Linked DNA regions of Oryctolagus cuniculus: all the other regions are linked to region 3. Evidence: chromatin contacts called from public Micro-C data. All regions are on one chromosome and are shown on one strand. The core of a region is the stretch at or near the end of the contact, and the rest is flanking DNA. Distances in the headings are between cores, read along the strand shown. Region 1 holds the start of FNDC3B (fibronectin type III domain containing 3B). Region 2 overlaps FNDC3B (fibronectin type III domain containing 3B). Region 3 overlaps FNDC3B (fibronectin type III domain containing 3B).

Region 1 (2,700 bases), core at 146-2,645, 130 kb after region 3:
AGTTGTAACTTGGAAGGAAGTCTGCAAACGGCACTGTCTGGATAAAAATGCCAGCGCTTCCTCTCGCCGGAGCGGGCAGGCTGGGATCTGGGATTCGAAAATCTCCAACTCCCACAGCGCACTCCTGGAAGCCTCCCCGCCAACGGCGCCTCGGCGGCCCAGCCCGTCTCCCGGGACGCCGGGCCCGGGTCCGCGTCTTCGACCGGGACGCCAGGGAAAGTTCGCGGGCACAGCCCGGGGCCCGGCTTTCTGCCCAGGGTGACAGGCCCTTCCCACGCCGGCCGCCCCCGCCCCGCCACGGCCACCAGACGGTCCGCGCGGCCCCGGCCCCGGCCCGCCCGGCCCCTCGCGGCCGCCTCGGGGTGCGGATTCCGCCCGCCGCCCCACCCCCGGCCGCGGCGCCCCTCGGGGGTGACCGACTGACCGGAGCTCCGCTGGCCACGTTCCGGGTCGCCCGCGTCTTCCCGCCGCGCCCCGCTCCCCCGCCCGAGCTCCCAGCCGCCAGGCTCGCCAAGTCCGGCCGCGGCCGCCGGTTACCGCCCCCAGCCCGGGGGGGAGCCTGTGGGGCAGGACGGGGAGGGAGGACGTGGCGCGCTCGAAGGTGGCCAGCGGCGAGGCGGGGAGTGTCCCGTAGGGGCCGGGCCGGGGGCGGGCGGCCCGCGGCGAGGGCGCGGGACCCTCCCGGCCAGCGCCGGAGTCCGTGCCCCCGGGCCCGCGCCGCCCCCCGACTCGCAGCCCCACTTGGCACGCGCGCCTCCGCCCTCCACCATATGGAAATCTACAGCCTCGGAAAGTGACACGTCGGAGATTCCTCGGCCGGCCGCCGCCGCCTCCCCCTCCCGCCGGCGTTCCTGCCGCGGGGATTCCGGGCGGGGGAGCGGATTCCTCGGACCTCGGCCGCGGGAGGCTGGGGAGGGGGAGGCCGGGGGCAGCTGCCCGGCTTTTCTTCCCCACGGGAGGAATCAAGCCCGTCCCTCCCTCCTCCAGACCCCGGCGAGCGCGGGCCGGGGAGGGGGGGACGGCGGTGGGGGTGGGGGGCAGACAGGAGAGGCCGCCCCCTCACGGGCCCCGTGTTCGCGGGGCTCCCCCGCACTCCGGCGCCAAGTTTTCCCCGGGAAGCCCAGAGCGCTCCCGGGACGGGAACGCACTTTGGCGGACTAGGCGTCCGGCCGGGGCTTTCCAGCGCGCCGGGAGCAGGCGGCCGAGCGCGGGGTCCCGGTGGGCTGCAGCCCCCGGGCGCCTGCACGCCTTACCTTCCCTGGGGCTGAAACGCGGGGCTCCGGGCGCGCCACACACGCGTCGCCCACGCCTTCCCAGTCGGCAGCCCGCAGGATCCCTGCCGCCCCCTTCGCTGCTCCCGCCGCCGCCGCCGCCGCCGCCGCCGCTGCTCTCCTCCTCCTCCTCCTCCGGCCGCCGCCGCCGCTCAAATAACTACCAGGAGGGTTTGATGGGGGATTCCGCCATGTCAATGATGTCGGGACCACATGGGGATTTGGGGCCCGCCCACTGCCGTAAACCGCCGAGTAGTCCCGCCGACACAATCGCAGACGCGCTGGAGCTGGGGGAGCCTCGCTGGCTGGCCCCCGCACAGCCTCACCGAGCTGGAACTCCTTTTGACTCAGCCGGACTAGGGAGGTCTGAGGCGTGGAAGAACCGGCGACGCCCGAACCGGGACGGTGCGCGCTCTGCAGATCGCCAAAACACCGGGATAAACAGTGTGAGCTCAGTCACAAAGCTGAAGCCCTGACACATTTTTTTCATTTACACCTATATTTCCTTTATTTCTGTTGTTAATCCCCGCAGACACCCAGTGTGCTGTTCTGGCACTCCTTTCTGTATTGCCACCGCTTTTGTTCTCGCAGCTCACGTGGCACCAGCTCACTTAACCGAGTGGAAATGCCTGTTTCCCCCTTCATTAGCCAGTATGCACTCTCGGAATATGCCTTGCTCTTATCTGTACCTGTCGAGCACAGCACAGCGCAGGGATCACTATAGGACTCATAAGGTGACCGTTAGGTTTGTATTACTTGAGTCAAATGCGTGTGTTCCCGTTACTCAGGCTCACGAAGGTTTATAGACCCCCATCCCATTCTTCCCCTCAAATTAACAAGGGATATCAGGAAAGGAGAACTGAGGTTCACGCAGAGAAGCCCTTGCCTTCCATGGCTGCCCCGGGAGGAATTCTGAGTAACTGCACTAGGCCTCAACTGTTAAACTAGGAGCCAGGAACTCCATCCAGCTCTCCCAAGTGGGTGGCAGGGGCCGAAGTACTTGGGCTGCCTTCTGCTGCCTTCCCAGGTGCATTAGCAGGGAGCTGGATCCGAATTGAGGTAGCCGGGACTGACCCGAGTACTCCAATGCAGGATGCCCAACATGGCAAGCAGCAGCTTAATCGACTGTACCACAACGCCAGCCCCTTGAAGCCGTCTTTCTAAATTACCGGTCCAATCCTGGGTCATAGTTCTGTGTGGGCAAACACAGAAAAAAGGCAAGGGTTCCCCAGGAGCCACAGAGCACGGTCCAGGCTCTCATGCAGGCACAGGGGACCGGTCCCACCAGACCCAACTGGACTCCAGCCTTGGCCTTGCCAGCTTCCCCCTGAGCCATGCCCTCCAGCCCAGTTTAACCCAGAGTCACCTGGGTCCCTTTGTGCCTCCCCTCTGTCTAGAACACTCTTCATCTTCCCTCTGTAAGATCATT
Region 2 (2,700 bases), core at 95-2,594, 150 kb before region 3:
TGTGACTGGTATTGTTTCTCATGTTTTCTTACTCTGTGGCCTCTTTCCATTTCCCTTTGGGTCTTACAGGTTCTTTCGTGTCTTGCTGAGCTGCCCTTACAAGGTTTGATAATGGCCTGCTAAGTAAGTTAGCTGAATCTGGTTATCACATCAGGTGAATCTGGTTATCACCTGCTTGCGGCCCATGGCTGCTGGATCCAGACATAGGCTGAGTAATTCTGGGCTGGGCACTCTGAAACAGCACAGTTCAACCTGGCAGAAACGGCAACAATAAATCAAATAAAAAAAATAAGGGCGCTGGCCAACTGAACTACTGCCAGGCTCAAAAGATTTAGTCTGCTAGCGCGCCTATATTTAGAAGTTGTTCCAACACTGGCCAGCCCTAGGCAACATCAAAGATAAATGCTGGCTTGAGAAATAAAAGAGCATGTGTCTATTCAACATAACCATATATAAGAAGGGGTTCAGGACAGGGAGGTGGGGACACTGCCCATCTCAGTGGATTCAGAAGCTCCTTGTGCCAAACCCCTCCATTCCCACAGTGAGGCCTCTTTCAATTTATTGAGCACTCTGGCACAGAGGAGCCTGCAAGGTAAAAGGGGGCCGATGGTTTGTGGTTGCATGGTGCTAAACAAACACTGCACACATTTCATCCCCTGGCACACTAGTTGTTCTGTTAGTGGAAGAGGCCTGGAAACCAGAAATAATCCAGGATTATCACCAGGTCCTATGATTTAAACAAACCAACCTAATTTTCCTATGCGTCTCTCCAAACACTGGGGTTCATCTGGTGTCATGTGCTGTGATAAGATCAATGTGTGCAGACCTCCCAGGGAAGGGAGAGGTGAGAGCAGAGGATGTAAATTTAGGATACATTTAGAGATGAAATTGGGGAAGGGCGGGCTTTGTGCACCTACCTAGCCAAGGCCCAAAGCAGTGGTCTTCCAGCTGGCAGCCAGCAGGCATGACAAACACAAGATGATCAATCGGGTGCCAGGGATCAAGATGGGTATTTGTGATTCAGCCTTAGACAGAAGCTCTCCCAGGTCTGCTGCCCAAACACACCTCACAAATGGTAATAAGCAGGGAGAGAAGCTGCTTCCAACATGTGATATCTGGGGCTGAGCAGCTTTCAACCCAGCCGTGGCACTTCGGGGCCCCTCTGAGTTACCAAATCCTTCCTGGCCCAGTCTCCTCCAAGGGCAGCTACACAGGGGGAGGTGAGTCCTCTGGCTCTGTGATGCAGCAGTGAAGGTCCAGGATGAGCCGGGTCCCGGAATCAGTGTAGACAATCATGAGACAGAAAGTGTCCGATGGATGCAGTGCTAAATGAACCCAGGGCCACACTCCTCAGTCCCCACAGAGCAGTCACTGAGAATGACCAAAGATCGCCTGGGCCTGGGCAGTGGTCCCATCCCACCATATTCCAGCCAGACAGTGGCACTGGTTGGGGAATGGAAGCCTACCTTCCTGATTTTTTTCACGGAACCAGCACACTGTTCAAACAGAGCCATGTGGCACCTCACAGAGAGCCAACCAGGCTCTCAGCAAGGTTTCTTATGCCCCTGCAGGACCCAGGAAGTCACTCTGCACTGATGCTGCAGTTCCCTCCAATCCGAGAATGCTGCTCATCGCCCCAGAAGAGCCCCAGTCATCACATTCATAACTCATACCAGGAAATGTTCTCGGAGATTATCAACCCGAGCGACACAGCACTCTGATTAATAAGTAAATTACCATTTTCCTCTCTGGGGCCAGCTCAGTCAGTCAATGAGTGAAGCTGCCTCCTCTTGCACTGGCCGGCCCACAAGACACAATCTGGGGCCAGCTCCCCGCCCCGCGAGGGTTCTGCAACATGACCGCTGGGCTGACCTGGTCTAGTTGCTAATATTCCCTGGGGCCTCGTGGGCTCTACCTGCTGCTCGCCCTTTCTGCTGTCGACTTCAAATTATGCTCATCTAGCTTCCCATGGTATTTATTTCATCCTTAGTCCACTGTGTTGTGCAGCTGTGTTGGTTCATTAGTCACCAGGAAAACCCGATATGAACTTCCTTTTGGGCTAGCTGAATCACATGTGAGGACGCTTCCTCAGAACTCCACTGGTTACATTCCCACAAAGCTACTTTTCTGGCTCTTCTGCATATTCCCTGTATGTTCTGCCCAGTAGCTAAGCTAAGAGCAAATTGATACTTATATATAGCATCGACATCAGTTTTTGTTTAGTTCAAAATAACAACACTAACCCCAGGGCTCCTGTTTAAATTCCTGAGAGAAGAATGTTCTATTTCCTTCATTTCCTCTTAAGTGTTGACTTTTTTTTTAACCCCTGACCTTAATATCTGTTTGGGCAGATTTACACTAAACACATGGAATAATCAGTATACTGAATATGAGGACCATTAAGTCAGCTACTGCCCAAGTTATCTCATTCAATCTTAAGTATCAGTGGGATAACTGACTGAATTATTTCAAGAAGAGAGGCTGAGGCTCAGTGGCTACAGGACTTGCACAGGGCACCAGGACCACTCAGCGTGTGGACACTATTAATCCAGGTTTCCACTGATCGTCACTATCAATATGAATCCGAGCAAGATCTGAGAAGATCTGCATTTGTTCAGAGTAACTGCCTATAACAGCACTAGTCAGTATTTTGTATGGCACCAATTAAAACAACATCTGAGACTACAACTTATAAGCTGT
Region 3 (2,700 bases), core at 135-2,634:
CCCTGGGAAATGAGGACACTGGATCAGATCAGTGGTTTCCTAACTGAGATGCTGCAAATGTCAGGTGGCCAAGTGACAAAGTTTCAAGGGCCATCACCAGTTTAAAGATGAACAGGTAAAGTGGACCTGTGTCCCTCGACCTCACATCCATCTGTTTCAGATGGGGGCTCACGTGAGACAAACCAAGGAAAAGGTTCTGCAGTAACTGAAAGAACGGATTAACACCACAGAAGGTCTGCATCTAAGAATTGAAGGCCCTCCTCACTCTAAAATTCCATAACACCTTTGCTGTGGGGGGCAGGGGAAGCCCTATTAGAAGAAGGCAACTAGGAGCTATTCCAGGGGCTAGCATTGCATGCACCTGGCTTCGTTGTGGCCATCTGGGGCACGAACCAGCAGTTGGAAGATTCCTGCTCTTTAAATCTTTAAAAACAAAACAAAAACAAGGAGCTGTCCTGAAACTTCAAACAAGCACAAGCAAGCAGTATTTGAGGGTAGCTGGAATACAAGCCTCCACTGAGCATCAGGTGGAACATCCAAGCCCTGGACGAGAAATCACACCACAGGATTTGCTCAAAGTCCTTCTCTCCTGTTCCTACCAAGCTGAGAGCTACTTCCACCAGGACACAGTCTCATATCTGCCTGCGGGACAAGGCTGGGCTCTCACATCCCAGCCCACCTCTGCAAGAGCAGCAGAACGCTGTGGGGCGGGAGCAAGCCCCTCAGACAGCCCCACCCCGCCAGTGGACTCCTGCTGATTAGAAAGCCTTGCTGTGGCCAAGCCAGCCTCTGTGTGAGGCATTCTTCCCTCCTACTCCCTTCCACTAAGAAAGGTGTCTTTCAAGTGTATCTAGAAGGAAACCTGCAGAGGGGAGGCGCTTTCCCCTCTGAACGTGTTCCTTATGCCGCCGGTGATTCATGCGCTGGGCTGCTGCTTCCTCAGCGTACTGAGGCGGCTCTGTTCTGCGGGGCTGCGGGAGGCCACGTCAGCAGGAAACGGCCTGGCTGCCGGCTCACACTCAGACGGCTGGAGGAGGCCTGGAGGAGGCGGCGCGGCGCGGAGCAGGGGCACAAGGCCGGCCCCTGTGCCCGCCCCCCAGTGCAGGGAGCGCCCGGCCTGGAGACTGCAGGCTGGCCCTGAGCGCCACGCTCCGGGTTATGGTTTCCCTGTTCCTCGCCGTCCCCCCTCCCCCGGTATTTCCAGCTAAAGAGCACTGCCTTTCTCTCCTTCGCCTCCTTTTCTTAGAGGACTTACTGTACTGCATCCAAATTCACATTCGGAAAAGGCTGCCGCAAGCCAAATCAAACCTCGCTGCGGCTCTGGGCTGCCGAATCCGATGGAGGAAATGCTGCACAGCCCGGGTCCACCAATCGCTGCAGCAGCCCTGACACGCGTGAGTCAGGACGGAAAACCTGACCTCAGGGGCTGACGCACAAGAGGGGCCGCTACAGGCCTGTCTGCCTGCCTCAGACACACACACACACACACACACACACACACACACACAAAGTACAGTAAACAGGGCCGGCTGGCCACATGTCAATCGGACACCTCACCAAGGGATTCCTAACCAGCAGTAGGCGGATCTCTCTATTCAAAGAGCTGTCCCCCAGACAGGCCCACACTGCACTGCACTGTGGCTGGCTCAGAGTTCCAGTACTAATCCCACCCATTACAGGAACCCACATGATTAAGGTGGGCTTGGGAAAAATCAGAGGGCTCCTAGGCACCTGGGATATCTAAGCCAACCTTAATTTGCCTCAAGTTAAACCCTTGGGGCCGTGGGCGAAAAGAAGAAAGGTGATGTTTCTCCAAAACTTCTGAAGCTGAGGGCTTCCCCTTATGCTCGCAGGGAGGGGCTGCAGGGGAGAGCCCCAAAGTCAACACTTTCTCACTCCCAAAATACCAAGTCTGCTAAAGAAAACAGCCCTTCCCATGGAGAAACAGGAGAGAAAGGAAGTGAAGACAGAGCATGCAGGACACAGAGAATGTTGTGTCAAGGAGAGGAGAGGCCCTGGCCATGAGCATGGGCAGAAGAGAACTCTACACACACACACACACACACACACACACACGCAGTAGAGGCACGACAAAGGCTGGCCGACCCCATCAGTCCTGGCAGACACAAAGAGCAAGAGCTAAGCGCCCCTGGAAAACAAAATCCCAAATACAAGATGCAGAGGCATCTCAAGGGAGCTATAGCAAGAGAGGCATCAGGAGCAAAGCAGAAAAGGAAAAAAATGCAGAGCCAGATGAAAAGCTCTTTGTGAAAAGGAAGCAGCAGCCGAAACAAATCAAGATGTTACAGGTAGGCAGAGGGTCAGTGATATAAAAGGCATTCCTTTTCAGTTTCAACCACTGGTAATAACGAAAAAGCAGCCCACCCATGGTTCCCGAGAGTCCTCGGCATCACACCTGCAGGGGCTGCGGCCTATCTCCATTGGCTGTCCCTAATGCCTAATGTTAGTCTGCTACATCTCGCTTTAAGCAAAACCAAGTAACTATTTCTACTTTGATTAGCTACCATAGGCTTTACATAAACATGAAGGGGCATCAAAAAGTTGATGGAGGTGCCAGGGTTGAGCCAGCACCCGCGACACCAGCATCCCATAGGAAGGACGGTTCCAGTCCCAGCTACTCCACTTCGGATCCAGCTCCCCTCTGCTGGAAAAGATGGCCCTCTGCAGGAAAAGATGGCC

Evidence for each region. Hi-C and Micro-C count contacts between places; a contact is called where the count stands out from the background.
Region 1: a Micro-C map of ear pinna shows a contact between it and region 3, with 2.0 times the contacts expected there. The contact joins the promoter of FNDC3B here to the enhancer-like site in region 3. A contact is called at or near these places in 2 of 6 Hi-C or Micro-C datasets (ear pinna and an unstated tissue).
Region 2: a Micro-C map of ear pinna shows a contact between it and region 3, with 2.7 times the contacts expected there. The contact joins two enhancer-like sites. A contact is called at or near these places in 2 of 6 Hi-C or Micro-C datasets (ear pinna and psoas muscle).

The regions. Positions count from the first base shown.
Region 1 is chr4:108,200,021-108,202,720 of mOryCun1.1, forward strand. It overlaps FNDC3B (fibronectin type III domain containing 3B), which reads right to left and starts at 1,396. Exons shown (of 25, transcript XM_070072505.1): 1 at 1,254-1,396.
Region 2 is chr4:107,916,152-107,918,851 of mOryCun1.1, forward strand. The region is part of intron 11 of FNDC3B (fibronectin type III domain containing 3B); the gene reads right to left. Among named protein-coding and RNA genes, the nearest start is that of GHSR, 130 kb to the left of the region's middle. Within about 2 kb of position 1,345, at least 3 of the 8 cell types and tissues checked have an H3K27ac peak or open chromatin away from gene starts, as enhancers often do. A contact at or near this core is called in ear pinna, where this site is marked.
Region 3 is chr4:108,070,452-108,073,151 of mOryCun1.1, forward strand. All of the region lies in intron 3 of FNDC3B (fibronectin type III domain containing 3B), which reads right to left. Among named protein-coding and RNA genes, the nearest start is that of FNDC3B, 130 kb to the right of the region's middle. Within about 2 kb of position 1,385, at least 7 of the 8 cell types and tissues checked have an H3K27ac peak or open chromatin away from gene starts, as enhancers often do. A contact at or near this core is called in ear pinna, where this site is marked.